Linked DNA regions of Sus scrofa: region 1 is linked to region 2. A link is a contact called in public HiChIP or PLAC-seq data. All regions are on one chromosome and are shown on one strand. Each heading gives the region's core, a stretch centred on a gene start, on an enhancer-like site or on the middle of the called end of the contact. The rest is flanking DNA. Distances are from core to core; before and after follow the strand shown. Region 1 holds the start of PMPCB (mitochondrial-processing peptidase subunit beta). Region 2 holds the start of ARMC10 (armadillo repeat containing 10).

Region 1 (4,673 bases), core at 1,511-4,010, 140 kb before region 2:
GGAAAAATAAAAATAGGTGCCCCTCATCCAGAGTTTGGTTCATTTTTTCACATTTCTGGGTGTTACTCTTTCTTAAAAGACATAATGAAAACAGTACTAAATTATTTCTTAACCTCTATGAAAATTACCTATCTGCGGTATAAATAATAACAATACCTCTTGGCAAATCTTTAGAGAATGCTTTGGCATAATATACAGTCTGCTCTCTGGAGGTATAGGCATTGAGATGAGCACCCATGTTTTCAATCTCAAGTTCCAAATCTAACTGGGATCTCTTTTTGGTGCCCTGAAATAAAAGAAGAAAAAAAATTATGCTATCTTCCTTTATTCCTCACCTGTTCTAACACTTCAGACAATTTACATGAGGACATAAGCCTGTGTCAGTCTGATGGAAGAATCAAACTTTATTTCCAAAGTATATTAGGTTTTAGAAGTAGTGGCACACTTTCAGATGACCCTTACATCCCCAGAAAAAATCCTTGTTTCAACTCTACACAGAAACTGTAAGTAATTATTTCAGAAATATCCTGAAGTTTTTAAAAAAAATTAAAACATGCTATACTATTGACGTAGTTCTCCTTGCCACAGAATGAGATTTTGTGCTTACTGTCTCTTAAAGAAAGTTTTTATTAAAGACTTCATTAAAAATGTCTTAGAGCTTGCCTTGAAAGCCATATGTTCCAGAAAGTGAGCTGTTCCATTATTCTTCTCATTTTCATATCGACTCCCAGCATCAATCCAAAGCCCAACCTTAATGCAATCAAGGAAGAATTAAGTAAAACATTATTTTCTTTCTTTTGAGGGATGGGGTAAAACTAGGGGGCAGTCTTCTTTCTTTTTCTGACAAGTGCTTTCCAGTCTTAACTTGAGTGGATTGACAGTACAATCCTAAGAACCATGAGACTTAAAAATTCTGGTTATCAGGCTACTAAGGTGCTACAAAGCCTACTTACCAGCTTCACTAAGAACCTGGATTCTTAGCTCAGTGTGTTACTGCAGTCAATTAACAAGCATAGTATAAAGAACATCACGGATTGTCAGAAAGTCTAGGTTCAAATCCTGGTTCAGTCAAATATTAGCTGTGTGACCCAGGACAAAACCACTTAACTTCTCTGATCTTGTTTTTCAACTGTAAAATGGATATGATGATCCCTGCTAAAAAGAACTATTTTTAAGATCAAGTATGACAATATATATGAAAACATCTGACAGAGTAGTCTAGCAAATATACTTCTCTCATTATTATCAACACTACATGACAATGACAGGCTTCAAGAACCAGATGTGTAGACGCTTAAAGTACACAAGTACCTGGTATAGAAGTAGTACAGAAGAGATTCACAAGTGAGAATCACTTTTGTCAAGGCAAAATAACTGCCCCTATTTTCAACCACCTGCCAACTAACTGAAAAGCTTAAATTAAAGTCAGTAATTTGCTCTCTCCTAATGAGAGGTCAAACTGATGCCGAAACACTTACTGTGCATGTTGAGAGCCCAGAGTCTTCAGAGGCCACTCTGAGTCCGTTCTCCAAACAGGTTACTCTCGTTTCAGGAACATTCAGAAAAACTTGTGTAGCAGCCTGTGTACTTCTCAATCTGTTTCCTCCAAAATATAATGACTGGTTGGGGATGGAGGGACGAAGTAAAACATCACTATTGTAACATGAAAGTTGATCAGAAAACCAAATCTATCTCACAAAGACCCTCTCTATAAAGTACTCTTTCCCCCTCAACTTTTATTCCACTGGGATCCACCCACACCTCTGGCCTAGTCTAGGAACATTCCTCAAGCGACCATCGTTATCCAGAGAGAAAACTGCTTTGAATACTTCTCCAAGAAATGTTGAATATTCACTATAGAAGGAACAAGCCAAGGGGCAAGAAAGGGAGAGAAAAATATAAAAATACCTACATAACATTGGTGTAAGGTTCCCACTGTTCAAAAAAAACTAAGTCTTGAAAAAGGCAGAAAAAGAGAAGATAGGAAGAAAGGCTCAAGACACTGGCTGATTGATTTGCTGACTATGGACTACACGCCTGTCCGCAGTCTTTCTTTTCCTTTATACATAAGTTAAAAGTCCCACAAAGTCTAGAGAAAGCCAGTCTCTGAGGAGAAACATACAAACTTTTCCTTTAGCTACCCTGGGGTTCGCAGGAAGCAGAGGTGAGGATAAAGACACTGAGTTTTAGGCAAAAACAGATATCTGGGGAGTGGGAGTGTGTGTGTGAGAGAGGGTGTCCTCACTTTTTGATTTCCCCCAATTTGCAACCACTGAGATTGCAGTAACCAACACGTACTCTTTACAAGAACTTTTGAGTAACTGGGGAAGGGGCCGGCAACCAAAGTCATGTCTCATGTCACTGGCAGGTCACGCACTGCGGGTGACCAAAGCCAGCTCAGCCCCGGCGGGTGACAAGCCTCCCCGGCCACCTGATGACCCCCGTATCCCAGCGGAGGAAGCCACACCCACTGTTGGGGGCGGGGGTGGCAACTCGCGCGGCCGGGCCGACAGCCTACGGCTCAGGGTCGCCGAGCGGAGTCCAGCGGGAGAGGCCCTGGCCTGGTCCCGGGCGGCATCCAGACAAGTGAAGGGAAGCTCACCTGCCTTGCAGGGCCTCCGACCAAGAGCCTCTTGGAGAAACCCCAGAGCCGCTTCCGCACCGCGGGCAAAAACACCGCTCGGGCCGCCGCCGCCGCCATCTCCGCTCTGGACAGTGTGAGGGATGTGTTTCCGGGGTCGTGACCGGAGGTCCCAGACGTGAGGAGGGGACCCACCTAGTGGCCGGGATGGGAATGGCACTCCTCTAAGCGGTTGTGGAAGAAATAGACCTGGATGTGGTGCTGAGCGGTTTCCCTAAATAACAGCAATTTGGGAAGCTGCAGAAACCCCTGTATCAGCAGTTACTTTGATCACCTAAGACGTTCAAGGTACAAATGTAGAAGAGATAAAGGTAACGTGGTGCAACGTATCATGCCATCAGTGGATGAAATTAATCAGAAGAAGTGGAATATGATCCATAACTCACTGTCCATGGAGGAAGCATCTCCTACAGGAGACACGTGGTGAGGGGAAGGAGGTATTAGTGTTGACGCCTAGTCACTCCTCAACACTCGACAGTCTGACTCGTTCCATGCTACAGAAATTGCTCTTGCTGAAGCCGCTAATTGCTGAAAAATGAACACTTCATAGACCTGTAACCTTATCATATAGTCTTACTGGCTTAATTTGACATAAATCTGTATGAATTTTTCTTCCACGTTGATCTTAGAGCTCTTCCTCCTTCTCCTAGTCCCTTCTTCACCTTCTTGGGCAGCTGTTTATTCACAAAGCTCTTAATGAAACTAAAAATAGCAAGCACTGTTCTAAGTGTGCTATTCTTCTTTGGGGGGCCTTGCCCAGGTGTGCAAAAGTTCCCTCACCAGGAATCAAACCTGCCCCACAGCAGCGACAACAAGGGATCCTTAACTCACTGAGCCACCAGGGAACTTCTAATTGTGCTCTTCTCATACTCTTTTTACAGAGGTAGAAACTGGGGTAAAATAACTTGCCCGGGGTCAAGATGCTAATTACAGGCTGTGTGGCTCCAAAGCTTTGCTCTTAAAGTCCATGCCCTTTTACCCTGAAAGTTGGTATTTCCCTGGGTCTGGGCCTCTTCTCCTATTGCACACTCTCCCTGAGGGTTTCCACTTTGACCTGAAGACTTACCCTGTTTACACAGTCAGACCTTTCTCTTGAGCTCCAGGCACATTTAACCATTCAGTGACTAGACAGTTACACTGAAGTATCCCATTGGTGCCTCAATATCAACGTGTCCAAAATGCATTTCACTGTCTTGCCCCTAAGTTGCTTCCTGTATATGCAATGCAAAACAGCCAATGATACTTCCATTCACCAGACCTCCAAGCCAGAAACCTGGATTTCATCCTCAGCTCCCTTTTTTCCACTCTGAACATCCTACCTCTTGAATCTGCTCTAGCCCTACTGTCATAGTTTTTTATCCAAGGCATCTTTTAAGAATGCACCTTTTAGCATGACAGTCCCATTATAAAGAACCCCACAGTAACTTCCCTGGGTCAGGATAAAGTGACAGCAGGCAAACAGTTAGACACAAGCAGAGAAGGGGTGCGTGGGGCCAAATGGCAGGAAACCACACCTCATGCAAATAGCAGGGCCCATGTGTGGATAGAGAAAAGCTGGAACCTCCAGACTAATAGGAAGCCACACCTTTTGGGGTGATAAGTGCCCTAGAGGCAGACAAAGAGCATGAATCTCCAATGCTGGATGTAACCTGTTGCTCATTATGCCCTAACTATAATAAAATTATAATAAAAATTAGTTATGCAGATAACAGGTACCCATCATACACCAACGCCATGACGCTTCTAATAAAACTAAATAAGGACAAAAATCCCTCCTCGCTTTGGGAAGATCAAGCTGGGATGAGAATTAAGGAATATGACCCCCAAAGCCCACCTTCCCAGGGATTTGAATATTCCACCCATAAAATTAGATGCCCTATATAACTGGTGTGCCAAAAAATGCAGGGCAGCTGCTTGCCTCTCTGCCCACTTCTCTTTAAGAAGTGTATTTCTCGTTTAAATAAATCCTCATTTTTTTTTCAATTTTCCATCTCGTTTCTGAATTCTTTCTGCGACAAGATAAGAACCTGAC
Region 2 (5,011 bases), core at 1,354-3,853:
AGGAAGAAGGGACTGTGAGCAAGTCAAGCTGCTTGACCAAGGTAATGTGATTTTGGGAAGCTGTAAAATCATTTAAAAGTAAGACTTTGGAGTTCCCGTCGTGGCGCAGTGGTTAACGAATCCGACTAGGAACCATGAGGTTGCGGGTTCGGTCCCTGCCCTTGCTCAGTGGGTTAACGATCCGGCGTTGCCGTGAGCTGTGGTGTAGGTTGCAGATGCGGCTCGGATCCCGCGTTGCTGTGGCTCTGGCGTAGGCCGGTGGCTACAGCTCCAATTCAACCCCTAGCCTGGGAACCTCCATATGCCGCGGGAGCGGCCCAAGAAATAGCAACAATAACAACAACAACAACAACAACAACAACAACAACAAAAAAAAAGTAAGACTTTGTTAGTGATCATCATCTTAAGTGAGCATAAGTGAGCAGGTAGCTGAGTTCAGGTCACCTGACTAATTACTTATACAGAGGTATCTCTGAAACAAAGAAATTAGGCTTTGAAGTAAGGGCAAGTACAAATCTTTTTTATTTATTTATTTATTTTTATTTTTAGGGCTGCACTCACAGCATATGGAGTTTCCCAGGCTAGGGTTTGAATCAAATCTATAGCTGCTGGCCTACACCACAGACACAGCAACGCAGGACCTGAGCTGCATCTGTGACCTATACCACAGCTCACAGCAATGCCAGATCCTTAACCCACTGAGTGAGGCCAGGGATCGAATTCGCATCCTCATGATTCCTAGTCAGATTTGTTTCTGCTGCGCCACAACAGGAACTTCCAAATCTTTTAAAAAATGGACTTTTTTCTCCATGTGCCAAAAGGGAAATAAACCTTTCCCCGACTTTCTTTTCTTAGTGCGCTTCCCTGAGCAAACTTGTATATCCTTTGTCTGTCCCTTTGATATAAATGTACATCTTTTTAAAAGCTAAGTAAGGATGCAACTAGAGATTATCATACTAAGGGAAGTCAGTCAGAAAGAGAAAGACAAACACCATATATCACATCTGTAATCTAAAATATGGCATTTACAGGAAGAAACAGACTCACAGGCATAGAAAACAGACTGGTGCTAATAAAGTGGGAGTGGGGAGGGAGTGGGAGGGTCTGGGAGTTTGGGGTTCATAGATGCAAACCATTACATTTAGAATGGATAAGCAATGAGGTCCTGCTGTACAGCACAGAAAACTACATCCAGTCTATTGGGATAGCCATGACAGAGGATAGTACAAGAAAGGGAATGTATTATATGTATGACTGGGTCACTTAGCTATACAGCAGAAACTGGCACAACGATGTAAATCAACTGAATACTGAAATAAAAAATAGATTTTAAAAAGTCTGCAGAATTTCATCTATCATTCCAGGCCCTGCAACACTGTGCAGAGTTAGAGGAATCTCTCTGGTAACACCATAAGGTCCCTCCCCCACCATGTCCTCTGCCTTTTGTCTGTGGGAAAACTTTAGCCAAAGAATAAATTTAATCGGAGAAGTGAGAAAATGCAGGAGCCAAGGAAGAGAGTTGAATGAGACCAAATAATAACAGTTTAGTCATTAAGCAAAGTCAAGGACCTTTAGTTCCTCCTCAAGGGCTATAGATAATATTCTGAGCCATATCCTATGAACTATCTTGTAGATATCAAAACCCCCACCAGGTAGAAGAAGTCAACTGCACCGTGATCCGCCTATGGCCGTGATATATGCTGCCACCATTTAGAGAACTAGCCTCAAAGAAATGGGAACAAACCCACCCTGGAACTGAAGACTTAACTGTACTTAAAACAATCAAGATGACACTGGTCAGACCAGGGGTGACCAATTTCAAGAAGACTGTCACAGCTGACTTTGCTGTTTCTGCATGTAGCCCCTCCCTCCGCCTATATAAAGCTTATGCCCACTGACTGTCAGCGGGGCATTCATCCTTTGGACAGAAGTGCCCCCCTCCCATTTCTGGCATCAGAAATAAAGGAAACTTTCCTTTCCACCAACCTTGCCTTTTTATTAGCTTTAGAGCAGCAAGAGGTCAGACCCACACTGGGTAACAACTGAGAGAGAGCAAGCTTCAACGTGAGAGGCAATCAACATGCTTTTGCAAAACTTAATCTGTCCGCTGTGACGCCAGACTCAGGCAAGAGAGTTTGGGCAATTTTTCAACCGGGGTTTTGAACAAAGAAATGGAGGCAGGGAAGCAGCTATGAACCCTACCCCAAACAGGCTGAAGATTCCCCTTCAGCACCTGTTGGGGCTTCCCAACTTCACCCTTCTTACCAGCCTCCCTCCTTCCCTCCCTAGGTGGGCTCCTTATTTTACCCCCTGCACTGAAAAGCCATGAGCGCCTGCGGCGGCTTCAACCCCACCCTGGGAAAGCCCTGTGCCCAGCTGGCCCACCTATTAGGCACCCCAAGGCCTTACCTGCGGACCGCGAGGGGCGCAGTCCAACCCGACGGGCACCTCGCCGCTGGCCCCGCGTCAGCCTGTAAATGCAATAGCAGGCACCGGCCGCAAGGACCAGGCCCGCCGCCACCCAGCCCACGTCCCGGGCGCCGCCCATGCTCTCGCTGGGGCTGCGCGCAGCGCTGGGCCTGGCGGGCAGGGTCTGAAGCCAGCGAGACCCTTCGCCGCCCGAGCTCAAGCAGCCGCGAGAGAAAGGAAATGAGGGTCTGGGCTCCGCCTCCCGGAAGCCGCCCAGTTAAAATATAAAACCGCCCACTCGGGCCTGGATGCGTCCAGGCGGCTTCCTAGAGGCTGGGCGGGGCGAGGGTGAAGCGCTGCTAGCGCTCCAGGCCCCAAAAGGACCCAGGGGGCCTCCACAGCCGCCCAGAGGCGGGCTGGCGCCAGGCCGAGGCCCGCCCCTTTTCCGGCGGCCAGCGGCCGCAGGCTATTGGGGGCCTGGGACCAGTCGGTGCCTAGCCCCTCCCCTCCCCGCCGCGCAGTTGCCAGGGCAACGCCGGGACGCGCTAGCCCCCAGCTCAGGCGAGGCTTCGGAGCCGGGTTTGAAGAGCGGGTGAGCAGCGCAGTTTCAGCAGTGCCTCTGGTCATGGCCTCGTTGCGAGTTGCCAGCCCCAGACTGAGGAACTACTTCAAGGAGAACTACATTCCTCAGGTCTGCGAGGTACTGGAGCCACGTGGCAGCGGACTTAGAAGGAGGAATTGCAAGAGATTTCCCAGACGAGGGCCTAGGGTTTGGCGGGGAGAGGGAATGGAGGTTAGGAGGAATGAAAAGGGAAAGGATGAAGTCAGCTTTTGACAGGTTGGCGGTCTGGGCTGAATATACACATCAGAGAGTTGACGACAGAGGGGTAATGGTGGCTGAAAGGGAAGAAGGGGTGACATCTCCCAGGGAGAAAGAGAAAAGGAACTCAGGACAGAAAACCCCAAACTCCAGCATTTAAGGTTTGGACAAGGAAGAGCCTGAGTACTAAAGGATTGAGAATGAAGTGCCCTAGAGACATAGGAGGAAGAGTAGGAGAGTGTGCCCTTATGGTGAGAGTCACCTAAGATAAGGACCACCTTATCTTAATGTCACCTATCCTTCAGATAAGGATCTGAAAAGATGTGGTGGATTTGGCTCAAGATGAGTTTGGGTATTCATTGGAAGGATGAAGGTAGAAAATACACTGAGGTTGGCTGAGGGATGGAAGCTGAGACCTTTAGATGGAAGTCATTCCTTTGTGAAAAGTACCCCACAACCAGGAGGAAGGACTTGTTTCCCTCCCCACCAAAACAGGAGAGAAGAAAGACAGGGGTGGATAAGTTTTGTAGGTTTGGAGACAGGAAGCCAAGAAAGTTCTCTTCTGGTGATTTCTATTTTTTCTACACATAATGGGTGAAATATTTGCCAAGAATATGTACGTTTGGGTGGGGATGGAAGGTGCAGAAGGGATTTTGAGTAGTTATGTGGAGAAGGAGGGAGAGCTGGAAGTCTAGGGAAGGAAAGAGAAGGAGAGCCAGGTAGTGTTGAGAGCCCAGCTTGGGGTAGTAACCCTCCTATTCAGGTAGGAGAACACTTTGGTACAGTCTTCTCTTTTTTGGATGCTAATGTTAATAAATGCTTTGATCAAGCATTTCCACTTCTCAGGGTTTGCTTTAGGGATATACTTGCACATGTAACCAGAAGGATGTACAAGTATATTCATTATGATATTGTTGCGTAGTGAAAATGGTAAAAACCTAAGTGTGAATAGTGGAATGGGATATTGTGTAGAATAAAGTATACTGTATCTTTTGAGAAGAAAGGCTCTCCATGACATCCTAATTTTTTAAAAAATGGAAAAAATATGCAAGTTGCTTAAAAAAGTATCTACTACAATCTAGCTACCTGTTTTCATATTTGTATGTATATGTGTATATATGTATTTTTATATGTATATGTTTGTGCATATATGTCTATATTTAAGAAAATAATACACTTATAGAACATATGGCAAACTATTAACAGCAAATGTTTTGGGGAATGACTTTAGGGGAGAACTCTAATCGTTTATTCCATATACATCTGTATTGTTTTAGATTATTTATTTATTTATTTATTTTTGTCTTTTTGCCTTTTCTAGGGCCACATCCATGGCACATGGAGGTTCCCAGGCTAGGGGTCTAATCAGAGCTGTTGCTTCCAGCCTACACCACAGCCACAGCAACTTGGGATCTGAGCTGTGTCTGCGACCTACACCACAGCTCACAGCAACACCGGATCCTTAACCCACTGAGCAAGGCCAGGGATCGAACCGCAACCTCATGGTTCTTAGTCGGATTCGTTAACCACTGAGCCACAATGGGAACTCCTGTTTTAGGTTTTTTAGAAGGTTTTTTTTGGCCACGGCTGAGATGTGTGGAAATTCCCAGGCCAAGAAATAACCTGAGTCACAGTGGCAGCTTGAGCTGCTGCAGTGACAACTCTGGATCCTTAACTTGCTGCACTACAAGGCAACTCCTATTTTAGTGTTTTTAGCTTGAGTTTCATTCATGTTTTACCTCTATACAATTATATTTGAAAATGTGTAGAAAACATGGTATA

The links. HiChIP or PLAC-seq counts read pairs in DNA pulled down with a chosen protein or histone mark.
Region 1: an H3K27ac HiChIP or PLAC-seq map of alveolar macrophages shows a contact between it and region 2. The contact joins the promoter of PMPCB here to the promoter of ARMC10 in region 2.

Annotation. Positions count from the first base shown.
Region 1 is chr9:103,314,248-103,318,920 of Sscrofa11.1, reverse strand. It overlaps PMPCB (mitochondrial-processing peptidase subunit beta), which reads right to left and starts at 2,760. Exons shown (of 13, transcript XM_003130241.4): 1 at 2,603-2,760; 2 at 1,479-1,619; 3 at 664-750; 4 at 157-286. The coding sequence starts at 2,701.
Region 2 is chr9:103,177,346-103,182,356 of Sscrofa11.1, reverse strand. ARMC10 (armadillo repeat containing 10) reads right to left here and starts at 2,603. Exons shown (of 6, transcript NM_001244923.1): 1 at 2,410-2,603. The coding sequence starts at 2,548. It overlaps FBXL13 (F-box/LRR-repeat protein 13), which reads left to right and starts at 2,978. Exons shown (of 21, transcript XM_013979811.2): 1 at 2,978-3,109. The coding sequence starts at 3,035.